Regions from separate parts of the Zea mays genome. Here region 2 is linked to region 1. Evidence: chromatin contacts called from public Hi-C data. All regions are on one chromosome and are shown on one strand. Each heading gives the region's core, a stretch centred on a gene start, on an enhancer-like site or on the middle of the called end of the contact. The rest is flanking DNA. Distances are from core to core; before and after follow the strand shown. Region 1 holds the start of LOC103634991 (IQ-domain 1). Region 2 holds the start of LOC100170243.

What was found. A called contact is a pair of places that touch in the nucleus more often than the background predicts.
Region 2: a Hi-C map of ear shows a contact between it and region 1, with 2.0 times the contacts expected there. The contact joins the promoter of LOC100170243 here to the promoter of LOC103634991 in region 1. A contact is called at or near these places in 3 of 25 Hi-C or Micro-C datasets (ear, leaf and tassel).

What each region holds. Positions count from the first base shown.
Region 1 is chr1:61,256,255-61,262,130 of Zm-B73-REFERENCE-NAM-5.0, forward strand. It overlaps LOC103634991 (IQ-domain 1), which reads left to right and starts at 2,093. Exons shown (of 5, transcript NM_001362604.1): 1 at 2,093-2,316; 2 at 2,934-3,126; 3 at 3,246-3,566; 4 at 3,778-4,020; 5 at 4,567-5,683. The coding sequence starts at 3,022. The coding sequence ends at 5,328.
Region 2 is chr1:61,578,730-61,584,229 of Zm-B73-REFERENCE-NAM-5.0, forward strand. LOC100170243 reads right to left here and starts at 2,337. Exons shown (of 4, transcript NM_001161349.1): 1 at 2,196-2,337; 2 at 1,103-1,329; 3 at 397-783. The coding sequence starts at 1,303.

The DNA.
Region 1 (5,876 bases), core at 843-3,342:
CAAATCATTGAATATATATTTTAAATAAACTTATTTAGAGATGTAAATATTGCTAGTGTTTTTTGCTACAAATCTAACACGCATATGTACTAGTGATAATTTTTTTTTGCGGACAGAGAGACTGATATTGATGCACAAGTATGTTGGGATTATGATAATTTCCGTGGAAAATTAGTTCAATGGCACTCAACTTGACCATCTGAAAAATGTTCGCCTCTTAAATTTTTTTTTACTTTAACCCTATAGAGACCCTTCATCTAATCGTGTTGCACGTGCCCTTGTAACACTGCTTTTAGCGTCAGAGGACCCGGAGCTGATAAAGCAAAAAAAAAAAAAGAGTTCAATAGCTCTGCTAGGGAAAGGGATAGAAGAGATAAAAGACGTTCCATAAACAATACTATGTGAATGGTACACGAAGATAAGCTGCGGGAGACGACATGATTGCGATTTAGGAATATGGCCCGATGAATGAAGTTCATATTTGCGGATCCAGTCAGCTGGAGCTTGGCATACTGGATGGAATGCTGCATCAGTTCACTGCGCTGCGCTACCCAGCTGAACCAATACTGTACAGTCAGTTTGGGCGGCAGAATCATTGGCAGGGACCCCCCAAAACCAAGTCTCTGGCCTCTGGAAAACCGGTCGGTGGCCACAGAGAGCAGCAGGGTCTGCAACTCTGCAACAGGTTGGCGAGGATGTCTGTGGGAGACTGCCAGACTCCCATATGCCCACTGCAGCTGCTGCCCACATCATAAGATCATAAGTTGGATGCGTACATCCGCGTATAGAGAGAGAGAGAGGCCTTGCATGTCAAGCTCTCCACGGGGAAGGAGACACGGCACCGGTTGATCAGTGCACACTGCACAGTGGTGGTGGTGCATGTGTGCGACGGAGCCATGTGGGGGCTATAGGATCCGACATTCCAACCACTATATACGTAGTACTAAATAAAACCATTTTGGAAAACAATTACGTACAGTACATCTGGTAAAAAAACTGTTTCCACAGCAGTCGTGGCAACAGTTTGTGTCAGTGAGTCAGTCAGGAGTACTCCTCCTACACCAGTTCCGTTCCCCCGTGTGAATTGAATGGAAGCAGGCTGTCCCTGTGCTCCGGTCACCTGTCGGACGATTCCATCTCCCTGTGGCCGCCTTGTTCTCTAGCACGGCGCCCCACATTTGCCTGTGCTGTGCCACATGGTGGTGGACGCCATTATTGCTCGTGCATGCAAGGCGGGATTGGATCTGAAGGCCGGCCCCAGCTTTGTCCCCGCGGAAAGCGAGTCAAATGCGCACTTTTCTTTCCTCTCGACATGGATGGAGCCGAGCCGGTGCTGCTTTTATTGAGGGCGAATGCAGTGTCGACCCCTCCCTCCCTCCCTGAAAAGAAAGAACCCATGTCGACTCGACTCCTGTCCCCTGCACGCTTTCTCGCGTGGTGCATCCATGCTAGTAGCTACGTAGACCCGGCGTTCCGCCCTGCTGTGGCGTCCCGCGCGACATGTGCACGGATGGCGTCCCGCGCCGCACTCGAGTGCCTGCGTTTCCCGGCTTTTGATCGGATCTCTCGTCTCCCTCCCACATAGGCAGCGCCAGTGCGCCTGCAAAAGCAACGCAACGCAACGCAACGACTTTCAGGCACTCGTCGTGTCATGCACCTGCAGCCCAGCCTTTTTTAAGGAGTGCCCTGCTTTCTCCTCCTTTATTCCCCTATCTACAGACTACAGCTGTTGCGGTTGGCCAAGAGATGAGAGAAAAGGATAGGGTGACGTCACCTGCCGAAAAGAAAAACCCTTTGCATTCGCTGGAGAATTCGACGCGCCCATTCATCGACCAATCAATGAAAAATCTAGTACTTACTACTTTACCACGGCTACCATTGGTTTGGTTCGTCATTACTGCGCCTGTAGGAGTATTCTCGTATTGTTTCCCCATACGGCGGGGGGCCCACCCACTGATCAAGCGGGAGCAGCAGCAGACAAGGCGGGAGTTGAGCCGGGCGCGTCTCGCGAGTCTTGCCTCGTCTCTCTGCAAATGGGTGCCGTCCATATATAAACTGGACGCGGCAGTGGTCCTCAGTCTTCACACTCCCCACTCCTCTCTCTCTTTCTCCCTCCCTCGTCGTCCCATCGGAACTCGGATGGGGAGCGGGAGCGAGGCGCATCTGCCGCGGAGCCGTTCGGTCTCCGCGCAGCCTTGAGCGCCGCACCGTGTCTTCGGGCTGTCCAGCTTGCGTCGCGAGGGGCGAGACGCTACGCGAGAGCGCGACAGGGCTCTTGGATCCCCCCAGAGGGCCACAGAGCCCACACAACAGCAGGTACGCCGAGTATGTTTTGGTCCTCTTCCCGTCCCCGGTTGGCGATCTCTTCGTCTTTCGTCGTGGCATCCAGTTCCGTCCATCTCCCCACCACCACCAGCAGCAACTTAGATTTGGCACGAGTTCCCGTCACGTTTGGATTCGATCGCTCCTTTGTGTATTCTAGTCCACGCTCTGATGATCGCTGGCGTCTGACGAGGGCAACAGTCACAGATCATGAATCCAGTGCAGTCCTCTTCATTTTTTTGTTTTGTTTTGTTTTGTTTCGTTTGTGCATTCTAGTCCTCGCTCTGATCGCTGGCGTCTGCCGAGGGCCACAGCTGTCGATCATGAATCCAGTGCAGCCCTCTTCATTTTTTTTGTTTTTTTACTATAATAAAAGAACGGAAGCCCCCCTTTTGGGATTTATTGGTTTGCGCGGACGCGGAAAGTGGATTTTGCGTCTCCGGCGAAGTGCCGTGCCGTACCGCCACTGCCACACTTGCAGTCCATGTTCCCGTGGATCTTGCGATCCAGACGCGGGAACCACACCACCTGTTGATTCCCTGTTTTTTTTTGTTCTTTTCCCCTGCATTTCTGGCGATGCCGATGCCCGCTGTGTGCTTTATTTGCTTCAGATACCCGCCGCGCAGTGGAGCCTAGATAGAGAGAGAGAGAGAGAGTAGTGCAGCCGCTACCGCTCTCGCTCGCTCGGCCGTCGGCGACATGGACAAGGAGAAGAGGAGGAGGAGCTGGATCGAGCGCATCAGGCGGCTCTTCACCACCTCGTCGTCCGACCCCAAGCCCGCGCCCAAACCAGCACCAGACAAGGTTCGACCACGCCCCCGCCCCCGCCCCCGTCCTGCTGCGATCTGTTCGTTTATCTTGTTTGTCGATCGGTGTCCACGGGAACAAACAAACAATGAATTGTTTCTCGCTCGCCTCCGCAGAAGGCCAAGAGCAAGCGGTGGCTGCCGGGGAAGCTGCGCGCGCAGCAGTCGTTCGCGCTCCCGGCGCCCGCGCCCGCGGCCACGGAACCGGACCAGATCAGGCGGGCGGAGGACGAGCAGAGCAAGCACGCCGTGGCCGTCGCCCTCGCCACCGCGGCCGCCGCCGAGGCCGCTGTCGCCGCCGCGCACGCCGCCGCCCACGTGGTCCGCCTCACCGGCCAGGCGCCGGTGGTGCCGCCCTTGCCCCGGCAGGTGCGGGGGCAGGAGAAGGAGCGGGAGCAGGCCGCCGTCGCCATCCAGTCGGCTTACCGCGGATACCTGGTACGTCGTCGGTCGTTACTACAATGCAGGTTTTTTTGGGTTCGTAAATATAGTGACGCGATCCGTCTCAAAGTCGGTGTATTTTTCGTAACATTGATGCGGCTATTTGTCAAGTGTATGCGAACTGGGCCATTTCGCCATCCCTTTTTTTTTGGTTCTGGTCAGCATTCATGTCGCTGATGAGATGCTGGTCGCTCTGCCGGAAACGCAGGCTCGGCGGGCGCTGCGCGCGCTCAAGGGCCTGGTGCGGCTGCAGGCGCTGATCCGGGGGCAGGCGGTGCGGCGGCAGACGGCGGCCACGCTGCGCGGCCTCGAATCCCTCATGCGGATCCAGGCCCGCCACCGGTCCAGGGCCGGCGGCGTCGACCACCACCAGCAGCAGGCGGCGGACGACGACGACGCCCTGCTGCTGCGGCGCGGCAGGGAGCTCTTTGCCGCTGCCGCCGCCGTCCACGTAAGTCACTCTCGCGGTCTCGCCTTGCGGCACGGATGAACGGACGGAACATGCGGAATGATTGGCGCCGCACATGCTCGGCATGTGGATAACTGGGTAAAGGCTGGCGGGCGAGGTGCTGGCTGGTGGCCGGTCGATCACGCCGGCGCGTCGTCCGACGGCACATGCGCGTGTGATGTGTGTGTCAGTGTGTGTGCGGGGGATTCCATTCGTCGTTGGCGGCGCGGGGGACCCTCCCGCGCGACTTGTGCCTGGCCTCTGTTTGTTTCGATGCGTGCGGGGTGGTTCCAGCCGTGCAGGTGCAGTGCTGCGTCTGCGTGGTCGCGCCAGCCAGCCAGCCGCACGGGGCTCGTGGAGCCAGGTGATGCAGTCCAACTGAGCACGGCAGGAATGACGGCAGCGTTTCGTACGACTCGTGTCGTGTGTATCACAGACTGGCACCGCTGAGCACGGTGGATTTCCGGCTGCCGTTCCCGGCCACTGCTGTAATACTGTACTCGACGGCGACCGACCGGCGGACTGACTGATTGAACTGGGCCCGTGCAGGAGCAGCAGCAGGCGAGCAACAAGCGGTGGGACAGCAGCATCTTCTCCAAGGAAGAGATGAGCGCCATGACGAGGAGCAAGGAGGAGGCGGCCCTCAAGCGCGTGCGCGCGCTGCAGTACGCCTCCCTGCACAACGAGAAGCTGGGCCTCCGGCGGCCGCCCTCCCCCTCCATGTCCAGGGACGACGAGGCGGACGCGCTGAACAACCAGCGCTGGAGCTGGCTGGAGGAGTGGGTCGGCTCGCAGCCCTTCGACAAGGACGTCCCCGTGGCGCACCAGTCCCCGTACACCCGCAGCGCCAGCAGGGGTGAGCACGACGACGTCGTCGACCGGCTCGGCTGCTCGGCCCGCCGCTCCTTCGCCCGGCCGACGCGCACGCCGCCGAGGGGGGACTGCTACGGCGACGCGGCGCAGTTCCCGGGGTACATGGCCTCCACCGCGTCCGCCAAGGCCAAGTTCAGGTCCATGAGCACGCCCAAGGAGCGCTCCGCCGCCGGCTACGACGCCTACTCGGAGCACTGCTTCCCGTTCGCCGACCGCCTGCTCTCGCCGATCCCGTCCATGTCGCCCATCCCCTCCGTCGCCAGCGACATGGGCTTCGCCAGGCCGCCCGTCGCGCAGCGGTCGCCGCGGGTGCCGGCCAAGAGCCCCATGACGCCCGCGAGGGCGCGCACGCGGAGGTCGCACGGCGGCCACCACAGCTTCGGCTCCGAGGCTGCGCTGCACCAGCTGCAGATGGAGCACTACACCCCAGTCCGCTGAACGTTTGCTCTTTTTCTGATGATGCGATGCAACGAGCAACGATGCCGTCCGTCGGTCCTTTGTGAAGATACAATTCTTTTGTTTGTTCGACTTCCTTACCATAAATTGGTGGGTTCAAATGTTGGATGCAAGACGATGGAACTTTCAATCGCACTGTAGGTGACAATGCACCGTGGATCCATGATGTAAGAGCGCAAACTATATGAATTGTGATCTGGGCCTAGTCAGTCCTGAACAGAGGCACGGTCCCCTTTCCCACTGTCTAGGGAATAAGAGTCGCCAACAGGAGTATGTAAACTCCTTGATTGCACGCTTCCTGAGTCGCCAACAGGGAATAAGCACAATAATTATCTTCTTTGCATGTTAGTACTTGGTATCTCAATAAAAATACTAGACTCGCCAACATAAATATATTCTATGCACTTAGAGTCTGTTTGGTTAGCTGCCTAATTTGTCATATTTTACCACACTTTTATGCCTAAGGTTTGTTATTCCATTTGAACTACTAACCTTAGGCAAAGTATGACATATAGCCACAAACCAAACAG
Region 2 (5,500 bases), core at 1,087-3,586, 320 kb after region 1:
CTATAAAAAATGAGGGTGCACGTTTCTCCCTCTAGTCGTGTTTTAGGTGTGTATTATGATCAGCACCTAATCATTTCTCGTCCAACAAGTGTGTACCATGTTCAGCATCTTCATCGTATATATGTGACAAATATGTAGATGTCGATAAACAGTCACACTACATCAATATCTGACAAATGTGCAAAAGTTTCCAAGACAGGATAGAAAAATGAACTTCTACCTTTGAAGAAGCAAACAACAGTAAAATATACATGCAACAAATAGATAAAAGTCGGTAAACACACACTACAAATATATACAGAAGTTTCTACGCCATAGACTTTTATCTATGCAGAAACAAACTACAGTAAAAACAACAGAAATTTAAATCAACGTATTGGTGTCAGTGTGAAGTACCGTAAGCATCCATGTGGCATTCTCAACTTCATGAGGGTTTGGCTTTACATAGCGATGATTGAAGGTACAGCCATTGTGCATGTCAACTTTGTGGTCATCTTTCAAGTGATTCACCAAATATGGGATGTCACCAGCAACTGTGCATTCAGATCCAGCATATGGACAACTATAAGGTCTATATTGGCACTGCGACTCATGCTTCAGCTTGCTGTAGTAAGGATAAATGCCTGGGCACCCAAAGCACTGGTACTTGCATGGAAGTTCAAGAGATGCAGCCACCTTCTCAAGAGCAAGACACCTTATGTTACCCAGTTCATGCCTACAAGTTGGACAACGGTTATGAACCCTTGGTTTGCATCCGGAACACAATGTATGACCATTAGAGCACTGCATAGACAAAAGATGGCATTACTATCATAAGAAATAAGATTTAAATAGTTGAATAAAAAGCAGAACATATTACTATTCTGCACTGCACCATAGCTAACCAAAAAAAGGGAAGAGAGAGTAAAAGTTAAGGTTTATAAACACTGAAGATTAAAAGGTCTAAGGAAATTGAAACGGGTCAGAATTAAATGGTGGATTGATGATAGTAGTACATGATATTGAAAGGAACTCTTAAACCAGTAAACCATAATTTTCATCCAATTCTACATTTAGACAGGTTATAGATATAAACACGTCATGGATCAGTATGAATGTGCACCTGATGAATAGGAGGATACATGGCACTCAAACAGACTGGACATTCCAGAAGTTCACGCACACTGCTAGACACCACAACATTCGGTTTTGGTGGGTTCTGAGTATGGTCACCAGGGAGTTCAGCAACATCCAGCACCTCAGTCTTCGGGGGATCAATAACCTCCGAACAGGAATCATCGATATAAGCAGTTGTGGCCATCATCAGGGTCTTGGAATTATATGGTCCTGCTATGAAAAAATGACGAATATTTTCATTTACACTATGTGAGATTTAATAAAGGGGATGGGAGAGATACGCTCTCGGTAAAGGCAGCAGTGTGTGCATCCTACTACTGGCACTGTAAACACAAATCCTTTCCTTGCCATGATACCATATCTTGCGTAAAAGTGCAATTTTACAGCTCCAGCACAGTCTAGCTATATGATTGGATACTGTTACGAGATTTTGAAATAGCTGAAGCACACATGGTCCCTAGGACCTCAGGTGATGCTTTCAAGTGGTTGACCTGACAGGTCTTCCTACTTGCAACAAATATCTCTCAAGTCTCATGGACTTGTTCAAAGTTTTCAGGTAGGCGTCTCATGGACTTGTTCAAAGCTTTCATGTAGGCTCATATCAAGCTTGCGTTAGCATGTCTTTCACAAGGAGAAAAATCTGTACATATTGGTTTCTGCACCAGTGTCCAGTAGTTCCCGTGCCTTTAGCGAATTGAACAAAATGTCAAGAACAAGAACCCTACATCTACATGGGTTAATCAAGCAAAGGTAACGAGATTCTTTTTTACCCACGAAAGAAGTGCATCGACGCGTCACGAAATCGCGTCAGATCGAGAAACTAACCACACACACACAAAAAAAACATGCTCAAACCCTGGCAACCAAGCAGAAAGCACGCGCTTAAACCCCTGCGCTAGCGCTATCGTCCGGTCGGCCGCATTTGAATCGATCGAGCAGAATCGCTTCGGCAACTCCTAGAACCTCTCCCCACCCTCCCTCCCTCCCGAAGAAACCCAAACTTTCACCCAGAAAAGAAAACCATGAAAAAAAAACTCCCCACGGAAAATGAAGCGGCGAAGACTTGAGCAGGGATCTACCTCGCGAAATGGGCAGGCTACGCACCGCTGATCCTGCCCGCCGCGGTCTGCAGCGCCGACGGCTGTGGTTGGTCTGGCGAGCAGCCGAGCAGGCAGGTGAGGAGGAGGCCGAGGCGAGAGAATTCGAACGGGCGAATGCCCCTCTCTCTCTCTCTGAGTCCGGGTGTCCCCCCTCTGCGGTTCTGGTCGTGCTTTGTTTTCTTGCTCGGGTTGTTTTGTCTCGTGAAAGTCGTGAAGCTTTTTCGTTCCGTGTGCCGTTTGTTTGGATCCTCCGGCCCACGGGACTTGCCCTTCCATTCATTCACTCATTAAAATATCTGTCTTGAACAACAAACAAAAGGATTGCATAAATAAAGGACGGTATGAATGGACAACAGAATGTACTAGATTTAATATTTAGTTGATTAAAAAATCCTAATAAAAATAGCTAGCTAACAAATCTTTATTCTATATCTATATTATACTTAAAGCACCAGTTTCAACGGTCGTTCCGCGTCATCTTTTTACAAATAACCACTCACAGTTATTTCAAATTAATCTGTTGCACGTCTATAGATGGCCAAACAACGGCCCGTCACGGACCAGACGCCCGCGGGCCACAACTCTGGTCCAAGCACATCATGTCGGCCTACTGACTGTGTCGAGCCAGCCCATCGGCTCATTTGATTAAATCAGTGTAAAATATTAAAAAACAGTGCAGGAGGTGGGGTTCGAACCTATTGCCCTGGGTGAAACTGTCTAAGCAGTAGAATATCACACTCAGATATTTTTAATATTGAATATAAATCGTATATATGTATATACATTTTTTTGTAAAATAAAAAAAATAATCGTGTCGGGCCGAACCAGTACTACTGGCTTAGGCTACAACCCAAGCACGGCACGACGTTCTTGGCTCTTGCAAGCATTAGGTCGTTTCTGAGACCACATTGACGCAATGGACTCCATGGTGTTTGAGGTTGCTGAATTGGATGGAGCAACAATGATTTGTCACACTAATAGTAAAATGAAAGATTAATTGTTGGTTTTAAACGTTAGTAATTGCTATGATGTAGCATAATTTATATGAAGCACATCCAGCTTTTATTGATGCCTGACTTTAGCAATCACTCCATATTTTAATCCATCTTTTTTATAAGTTTGAGTTCATGTGACTTATTTTAGAAACTTGAGCTCATAAACTTTCTCTTATTTGGTCTTTGTATGGTGGAATTTTGCCATTTTATAATCTCTGTTCGTCCAGTCAGTCGTTGTGAACTCTCTTCTAATCGCTCACTTCATTGGTCGTGTTGTACCATGATATATTGCATGGAGTAAACTATAACTAGGGATGAAAACGGTTTCAGAATTTTTCGGTATTCCAGAAATCGATTTCGAATTTTTTCGATCGGATTCATCGGTAACTGAAAGGGAATTAGGCTTACACCTATTTCCTAATTGATTTTGGTGGTTGAATTGCCCAACACAAACATTTGGACTAACTAGTTATACTTAAAGAACCAGTTTCAATGCTCGTCATGCGTCATCTTTTTACAAATAACTCATCACACATATTTCAAATTAATCCGTTGCACATATATAGATGGCCAAACATCGGTCCAGCACGGGCCAGACGCACATGGGCCACAACTATGACTCAGGCACGTCACGTCGGCCTGCTGACTGTGCCGAGTCAGCCCATTAGCCCGTCGGCCCATTTGATTAAATCAGTGTAAACGTTGGCCTAGCACGGGCTAGACGCATGTGGGCCACAACTATGGCCCATGCACGTCATGTCGACCTGCTGACTGTGTCGGGCTAGCCCGTAGTCCCATTTGATTAAATCAGTGTAAAATGTTAAAAAATGGTGCAGTAGGTGAGGTTCGAATCCATGCCCTGATGGAAAAAGGACGAGAGACACTGTGTGAAATTGTCTAGCCAGTAGAACATCATGCTCAAATGTTTTGAATATTGAATATAAATTGTACATATGTATATACGTTTGTTTTGTAAAATAAAAATATATAATCGTGTTGAGCCAGCACTACGGGCCGAGGCTACAACCCAAGCACGACACAGCGTTATTGGCTCTTGCAAGAATTCGGTCGTTTCTGAGACCACATTGGTGCAATGGACTACATGGTGTTTGAGATTGCTGAATTGGATGGAGCAACAATGATTTGTCACACTAACAGTAAAATAAAAGGTTATTTATTGGTTTTAAACGTTATTAATTGCTACGAAGTAGCATAATTTATATGGAGTGCATACAATTTTTATTTATGCCTGACTTTAGCAATCACTCCATATTTTGATCTATCTTTTTATAAGTTTGACTTCATGTGACATATTTTAGAAACTTGAGCTCACAAACTTTCTCTTATTTGGTCTCTGTATGGTGAAATTATGTCATTTTATAATCTCTGTTCGTTCAGTCAGTCGTTGTAAACTCTCTTCTAATCGCTCACTTCATTGGTCGAGTTGTACCAAGACATTGCATGGAGTAAACAATAACATCAGTTAGCTAAATCAAAAAAAATATACAGAGAGCAGAGACAATCAATAAAAATCTTGAATTTTTTTGATAGATAGTTTATGTGGGTATTGTTGTAAGTCGTTGCAACGCACGGGCAACCGACTAGTATACTTAAAGCACTAGTTTCAATGGTCGTCCTGCATCATCTTTTAAAAAAATCTCTACATTTCTTCTAAATCAACTCAGCGTAAAATGTTAAAAAACAGTGCAGGAGGTGGGGGAAGAAGGGTGGAAGACACTGGACAAAGTTGTATAACCAGTAGAACATCATGCTCATGTGTTTATAATATTGAATATAAATTGTACATATGTATATATGATCTTTTGTAAAATAAAAAAATAACCGTGTCGGCCGGGCCAGCACTACGGGTCGAGGCTACGGCCCAAGCACCGCACGACGTTCGTGCGGGTTGGCCAGGCACTATTAAATGGGTTGTGCCTCGAGCCGGCTCGCCAGACACGGCTCATTTGGCCATCTATACATCCACACGATAATATGGATCTTGCCTCAGTTGCCACCACCTCATTCACCATTCTACTTCTTTTATCTCTCCCCTCATGCCTCCACATCCGCGCCACCCCATTCTCGGCAGAGGGCGTAGGAGCATGTGCCTCCTCCCCGTATTCGTCCGACACCAGCCCCCACACCGACTCGCGCAGTGGCTATTGCACGTCCACGAGGACGTTTCACATCATGCGCGCACCATCGTTTTTGCCATCATCGGACGTCCCGTTCATCTTCCCGGCCTTCGCCCTGTTCTTCCTCCCCAACCTGTTGTCCCCGCCCACG